Linked DNA regions of Gadus morhua: region 1 is linked to region 2. A link is a contact called in public Hi-C data. All regions are on one chromosome and are shown on one strand. The core of a region is the stretch at or near the end of the contact, and the rest is flanking DNA. Distances in the headings are between cores, read along the strand shown. Region 1 holds the start of sart3 (spliceosome associated factor 3, U4/U6 recycling protein). Region 2 holds the start of wdr31 (WD repeat domain 31).

Region 1 (3,950 bases), core at 811-3,310, 160 kb after region 2:
TTCATTAAAACTACCTTCAACTACTAATGACTCGACATCATTATGTCACCGGCGAGGTCGTTACAGTACTCAAAATAACGCTTAGGGGGTGGGGCATTGGAGGAAGGCGGGATGATTTGAATGTGCTGTAATTCTCAAATGCAACAAAGGTGAGAGTCCCTTTAATAAAATCCCGGACGATTTTGAAATTTCATCCGGACGCATTTGATTCCTACCCTTCCACTGTTAAATAGCGGCGCAAGTTGTGTGGCGTGTGAGCGTGTGCATGGGTTGAATGGCGTGCGTCTCACGGAGAGCCCTGCGCAATGTTCAGCTGTCAGAAATGTGTTGTAATCACTTGTATTCCTCATAGCTCCAGGCTGTGAGGAAATCAGCAGCCCGCGATCGCAGCTCCTTTGATGTGAACGCGCACAGAGCGCATCGTTCAGAGCCGGACAATGATGTCGTAGTAAAGCCCTCAGGTCTACTCTGCATGTATTAACTGTGGCTAAACATCAACTGCACTGAAGTCATCATAACTTCATAAGTTCTCATTTTCAAATGATTAGGAATACTATTATTGTTATTTGAAGCCGTGTCAGGCTTGACTGTGGGTGGTGTGGTCCTCTGTGTTTGGTAGCGTCTATAATACAGTAATATTTTTGTCGACATTATCAAACGGAAGAACTTTTATTATGAAGAGCACAGTTCAACAAGCACTGGTTTCCGCCCACCGGCGGAAACCAGATATTGAGTGGTAAATTCGTTTCGCTCAGTAAGGACCAAAAAACGAATAAACGAACTGAAATTTTGATTTTCGTTTTTTTGACAAAACGAAGAAACGAATAATCTAACTGAAATTTGTTTTCTGGTTTCTGCTTGCGTCAATTATTCCCAGAAAACAGAGTAATAAAACGTACCTTGCTCTATTTTTATTGTTCCAACTTTTGCAAATTTAATTGAGGATTGCATCGTCACTTTGCATATTAAAATACACTTTGAATAACTTATTTACAAATTACATTATAAATTTACAATTAATTGTCAATTGCGTAATGTAGGCTAATGACTTATTGAATTGCAAATTGCTTATTGCATTGCCATTTGAATTTTGCTACATATATGCTTCCATAAGACCGTGTCAAGAGAGAAGAAAGTATCCGTAGGGACCCATTGTAGTCAAATCGGTCACCACACAAACGATTGACTTTAAATTATACAATGGTTTTTTTTTAAAAAAAGGAAACATTATTTAAAAAACGGAATGAATAGTGCTGATCTAACGGTGGTCATGAAGAACAGATGGACAACGACAACTCTGTTACACTGATTCAAGGCAAATATGAACATTTTATATTTTCTATCATTATTTTGTGCCGAACTCACCTTATGTCGATGGTGTGTGGTTTCTGTCCTATGGCCAAATGATCAATCATGCCTCATTTCAGTTCTCGCAATTGGTTTCAGTCCATAATTTCCTTGTACCTGTTACCTTGACTCTGTAAGGGGGTGGGCCATATCTAGCCATCTCAGACTACCACAGGGCTGTGGATTCCAATCTTGGTTAATCGCATGTTCTCTCCCTATAACGTCACTTCCAAGAACCAAATGCAAGTATAAATTGTGTGTTTGAATGTGTTTATTTTTCTAGTCCATGCAGCAAAAATAAAAATGCTTGCGGCCAAATAAGAAATAAGAAAATATGATATTCGTGAACCCCTCCATCCATACTTTGTATCCATGGCGTGCAGGTAAATCAGTACAATTACGTCCTCTACTGGTTGTGTTTAAAACAACCGAAGGACGAAAAACACGCGGGGAAGAACTCTGCCTCCAGGTCCATGCTACAGGCGCTCGAGCCACAGAGACCCCCCCATGAAATAATCTCTGCATAGCTAACATATACAGTTTGAATTGTTGTAATTTGTAAACTGTTATCCTAATACAAGTCCAAAATAAAACAAAAGTACTTTAAGCAGCTACTTCTCACGGGACCACCGTGTCGCCATTGAACGGCCTCTCGCGATACTAATGTAATGTTGATTTGGTTCCGGGCACCTACTCTCGCGATTTTACCCGATGACAAATTTGTTACTAGGCAGACGGTTGTTTCCAACATGGCAGCGTCAAGCAACGCGAAGGGAACGCAGTTGGAAGATATGGAAGAAGATGCAGGAATTAAAGAAGAGATGGATTCAGATGAGGAGGAAGGTATGAAGGTCGAAAGTTCAGAAGATGATGAAGACGATTTATCGGAAGATGATAAAGAAAACGAGGCCGAAATTCAGCGTTTGGAGGAGCAGGTAATATAAACCAGTGTGTTAGTGTGAAGACGCAGCTTTATTAGCTAACCAGAATGAATGAGTGATCAACAAAAACCCAACGTTTATGCATAGGGAGGACATTTCGTTGATTTTACGCATGTTGTGTTTCTTTCATTGTACTGCCTTGTCTGGCATTAAGTTGCTGTACATAATTTAGGGCACGTTAATAGTTAGCTTTTTAGCTACTATTATTGCTAATGTTAATTGCTTTAGTAGTGGCTGAGGTTTCATAAACACATACACAGACACTTTGTTTTGCGCTGGGTATATTGAAACGCCCTATATAATGCAATACAACTTTGTTATATTATAATTATTCCTAAAGTTATATGCTAAACTAAACAATTGGAAGAAAACAATAGCAGGCGCAAAATATGTAAAAAATATCAATCAATCTTTTGTCAGGGCTGTTTTTCGTGCGCAATACAACAAGGAATTCGTTTGAAATAACAGCAAACATTGGAATCACGTCACAATTCAGTCACTTCAACGCAAAGGGTTCCTTAAGGGATACGTATCAGGAACAGGAATATAACTGTTTTGAAGCACACATTAGAATCACCTATTATTATAGAGGTAGGTTTTTAATCGAAGAAAATTGAATACCACATTCATTATCACAAGACAACTTTAACAAAAACGGTACGTTTGAGATAATGTTTCAGCCTAATGTAGGAATGGATCTTTGCCATCATAAAGTGTATGCTTTGGTATTTCTTCTTCTGCAGCACTTTCAATTAAACAAAGACTTGATCCCTTAGTTACTTCCTCATACTTTGTGTTTTTTCCCTCAGCTATCAATTAATGCGTTTGACTACAACTGCCATTTGGACCTCATCAAACTGTTGAGGCAAGAGGGAGAGCTGAGCCGTCTTCGCAGCGCTAGACAGAAGATGAGCGAACTTTTCCCACTCACAGAAGGTAATGTTGACTCATATTTTAAGATGCAAAATATATGTTGGGGGTTGTTATTCCATAAATGACTAAGTTGACTTGTTCAGTTTTAAAGTAATAACAAAATCCACTAATGCTGCAGAGATCTGGCTTGAGTGGCTTAAAGATGAGATTCGCCTGACAGAGGAGGAGAGTAACCGAGAGAAAATCTATGAACTCTTCGAAAAGGCTGTGAAAGACTACATCTGTGAGTACATTAAGATGACATTGCTGCCTTTGATTTGATGTGTTGGTGCATGACATTGGGGGTTGTTGCTATTTTGGGAATGTATATTCTGTGAGATGGTAGATTACTAGAATTGTGACGTAACTTTAGGAATGAAGATGAAATTCTGTAGGACAGATGTGTTACAATCTGGCCTTTATCACAGCTGCTAAATGTTGATTCAATATAAAAGGGGCACATTTTTATATTCATTTAATTGAATTTGTATAGCCCTTAATCTCAGTAGAAGAGCTTTTTGTGAAGGACAAAAGGCTTAACAAGCCATATATTTATGACAATTTTTAAAGACACAAACGAAGATCCTTTTACTGTGTTGCCCTCATTTCACCAGTTATATAGCGACATTTATCAATAAACAAACCCCACAGTTACACACACTTAACTATTTAAATTGTTGTTTTTTCACACATAGGTCCAGATATCTGGCTTGAATATGCCCAATACTCTATTGGTGGCATGGGTTCACC
Region 2 (3,939 bases), core at 1,428-3,927:
GAACGGCTGTCCCAAACCCTGCATTCATCGATGCATGCGCACATTTACAACTCAACCCATTCACTGATAATAATGATGTGTACAGGCCTACAAAAAAACAAAGATCAACTATAACTCCTCCAACTCATCCTCCTGTAGGCCCTGAAATCATACTATATGTGCATACCTATGCATTCATCTATATAAGCCTTGATATCAGTCATGTGACACATCTTTCTGTTCCCACTGGCCCTTTGAGTGCCTAGGATTTAAATGTAATGTTCCTCATTTGGGCTTATAATGTCCTCGGAGGCTGTATATAGGGATGAGTTACTTGAAAATTATACCGATTAAGTGAAGTAGTAATTGACTCTTACGGTACCTGATAGTTTTGTCCTCTGAACTCTGGACTAATGACGAGCTTCCTGGTACCCAACACACATGAGTCACCTGTTAACAAACAACAGAAAGATACAGTGTCACACCAACAAGTAACAGAAATTGAAGAATTATACTTTATTTGTATTTTTAGCTATTAATTATAATTGAGAATATCCCACATCTGATGTGCAAGTCGATATGCCTATTTGGACAAACTAAATAAGCATGATGATAATGATGATTATGATAATGATGATATAATATATTACTAGTACTCAACACCAATAGGATTTGCTTTTATATTGTTTCTATTTTAAAACAAATTAATTTCTCACCAGATTTCTGGAGATGTTGAGCCTTTGCTCACATTGGCCAGATTCAATGTCCCACAGACACATCCAGTTGTCACGGGAACCACTGCACAGCTTCCTCCCTTCTGCACGGAGATACACACCACCACAGGTCAGGGTTAGTAAGCTGTTCATTACAGATTTGGACCCTAGTTATCTCCGGGGGACACGACAGACAAGTTTGCATTAATTGGCTGGTGTGTGTGTGTGTGTGTGTGTGTGTGTGTGTGTGTGTGTGTGTGTGTGTGTGTGTGTGTGTGTGTGTGTGTGTGTGTGTGTGTGTGTGTGTGTGTGTGTGTGTGTGTGTGTGTGTACTGTACCAGGGCTGACAGCAAGTCCATTGACCACCAATTCATGACCACAGAACTCCTGAATGGGTTCGTCCCCTTGGTCCAGATCCCACATTAACACACTCTTATCCCGGGAGGCACTGAAGATCCATGTGCTACCCGCATAACACTGAACCTGGAGAACAGCGGAGACAAGGAAAGGATGGAAAAGAGAGAAAAGAGGCGCAAGGAGAGAAACTCAGATGCTAAATAGCAATGAGTATTAATACAATGAATGCATTCAAATGAAATGACAAGCATACACAATGTGTTGACAGGTACCCACAAGTACTGATATAGTATCGTTACCTTGGTAACCTCTCGGGTGTGACCCTGGAACGACTGACACATCCGTCCTTGTTTCCAGTCGTACACAACCACTGCCTGAAGGGAGTGAAAAAGGTCATGCAAATCATTGTGCATTGCACACACATATAAATCACACTGCCAGACCTCTACGTACTGATGAAACTACTTCTCATCTGGGTGAGGAACAGGTGCCGTTGTTTTGTAGTAGCTAGTCATTTTATTGGGTTACCTGGTCACTCCCTCCGGACACACACAGATCTGGGCTGAGATTTGTGACAGTATTGATGGATCCCTGATGAGCAAGTTCATATTGCAAGACTTGACTGTCAGTCGAGTTATCTGCTGCACCCCTCTGAGACGCCCTGCACAAGAAAACAATCCCACCCACCCACCCACCCACACACCTCTATAAGTACCGGTTTAAGTCGACATAAACATAACGCCTATTCAAGAAAGACTATTATTGTTTACTTACCTGTACAGTTGTGACCTCTTTCTGAACTTGCTCTGTAGTTTGCCCATGTCAGCAACCCCACTAATAAAACACAAGCAGAGTGAAACCCTGAGTGAATCATCTTGAGTATAAATTCGCACGAAAATGATACGTCAAAATTAGACGTTAGTCATTTGGGTTAGTGATCAATTGCATTTGTCTAATACCAAACATGCTTAGCAATGTCTGCTAAATTCATGGCTAAATTCCCTAAAATATGTAACGGCCAAAGCTTGCATAAGGGTCTGGCCCGCAGCCGCCGTGCACGGGCAGATTAAACCAAACTGCGTGCAGCCACACACACGCGCACACTCGCCAGACAAATGACAGGAAAGAGGAGACTGAAATCCAATTAGGGCAGCATCCTTACTGTCACATGCAATTAGTCACACAAACAACCCCCTAGGAAAAATGCCTGCTATACATCCATGCATTGCGCCAGAATACACACGCTCACGCAAACACAAGGGAAAATAGGTGTTCCGTTTAATGTTAGAAAGGGGGAGGAGACATAGTTCATGACGGACATTATAAGGCAGGTTCTTACCAGTCACAAGTAACGTTAGATGTAGTTGCAGGGAAGCTACAAGTTGCTAGCTTGCATGCTAATTAATCTCGCTTTGGTCTCTCATGCCCAGGGAGCGCAACAAAAAAGTAGCAAAGAAACTTGAAGGAAACGAAACACGTGTTCATCTCCGATAACTTCATGATGACACATTCACACAACATTAATTGTCGTAAAGCAAATGGTTAGAGAGTAACGCGACTCGTCCTGCAGGGCGGTGGCATAGCGACGCTTCCATCGCAACCAGGGCGTGGTCTTGGATCACATGGTAACTAACAACAGGAAATCTAGCCAGGAGATGGATCCTTCAAAGTAAAAGTTACCAACTTCTCCAGGATTGATTGCGCAGCCTGTGGGTTGAGTCATTCACTGCCTTTAATGAAGGTGGTACTAGGCAGCCCTAACTAGGAAGCCTTTTTTATGTTTCTTGCATTCTTGACTACACTATATTCTATGGTTACAGTATCTGAAGTATGGACAATTGGTAGCATTGTACCAGCTGTGTTTCTTGATAGGTCCATGATAGTAATTTGTACCCCACTTTCTATAATAGGCCTCCCAGAGCCAGAGAGAGAATTTTCTCTATCACTCTGATACTTACTTCTTGTTAATGGATCATCATGGAAGTATATATTTCATTTACCTATTGTATCTAATCTATTTAAACCTCCTAAACGTTGTTAACGGTATACTAAAAATAAATCTTTGATTCTAAAATGATTTGATGAATTGATGCTAGAAATGTATCTAGGCTACAATCATAGGGTACAATGCTGGATTCGATAGGATGGTATTGTTTTCGGTTTAAGGTTAATAAGATTACTACAGAAATGAATAAAGTCGCTATGATGACTACCACAAATAAAAGAGATAATGGAATACATCATGGTGATTGAAACTGTCTCTACTTTGCACAAAGTTGCTGAAGCCCTCGGGTGCCCCCATTTCTAATCTAATTGGGCCACTTAGCTGGGTTACCATTAACGCTGCTCAATACATCTGTGTGTTGGCCTGAATTCAAACTTTTTTTTATTGTGTCAGACTGTATTTAATCAGTGGGTTAAACTATAATTTGTATCCTAATTAAAATAATAATAATAATGTCATAAAAATGACTACTTTTTTGGTCAGAAAATATATATTTAGGTCTACACAAATGGGTTGGTTGGGAATATATCACTGACCTTTCGATGTAAGGAAGTAAAATAGACCTATATTTGTATTGTCATCGTTGCATTATATAAACAGTGCAGTTAGCTTGTTCTCCAAACAATGACATATGTGAGGAAGGGCAAACTTTTACTTTATGCTGCTGTCGAACAGATTGATGATAGATGAAAACTGTTTCCCAACACATACATAGCTCACCTAGATTTCCAGGACCCTGATCAGAGCAGTTCTTGTTTGATGACCCTTTGGTGTTTGTTCTAAGAGCTATTGTTTTCTTGATCACCTTGATTCGTTTGGTTGTCCTAAAATCAAGTGAGACTGACTCAGACCCTCATAAGGAATAAGTCTGTGGGTTTAACAATA

The links. A called contact is a pair of places that touch in the nucleus more often than the background predicts.
Region 1: a contact with region 2 is called in a Hi-C map of blood, with 5 times the contacts expected there. The contact joins the promoter of sart3 here to the promoter of wdr31 in region 2. A contact is called at or near these places in 5 of 6 Hi-C or Micro-C datasets (blood, gill, gonad and 1 more).

Annotation. Positions count from the first base shown.
Region 1 is chr6:9,304,802-9,308,751 of gadMor3.0, forward strand. It overlaps sart3 (spliceosome associated factor 3, U4/U6 recycling protein), which reads left to right and starts at 2,061. Exons shown (of 19, transcript XM_030358296.1): 1 at 2,061-2,282; 2 at 3,098-3,224; 3 at 3,340-3,444; 4 at 3,896-3,950. The coding sequence starts at 2,097. LOC115545295 (beta-1,3-galactosyl-O-glycosyl-glycoprotein beta-1,6-N-acetylglucosaminyltransferase) reads right to left here and starts at 1,459. Exons shown (of 5, transcript XM_030358298.1): 1 at 1,366-1,459.
Region 2 is chr6:9,140,946-9,144,884 of gadMor3.0, forward strand. It overlaps wdr31 (WD repeat domain 31), which reads right to left and starts at 2,678. Exons shown (of 10, transcript XM_030358221.1): 1 at 2,389-2,678; 2 at 1,824-1,883; 3 at 1,578-1,710; 4 at 1,349-1,423; 5 at 1,031-1,175; 6 at 696-796; 7 at 362-429; 8 at 1-18. The coding sequence starts at 1,870.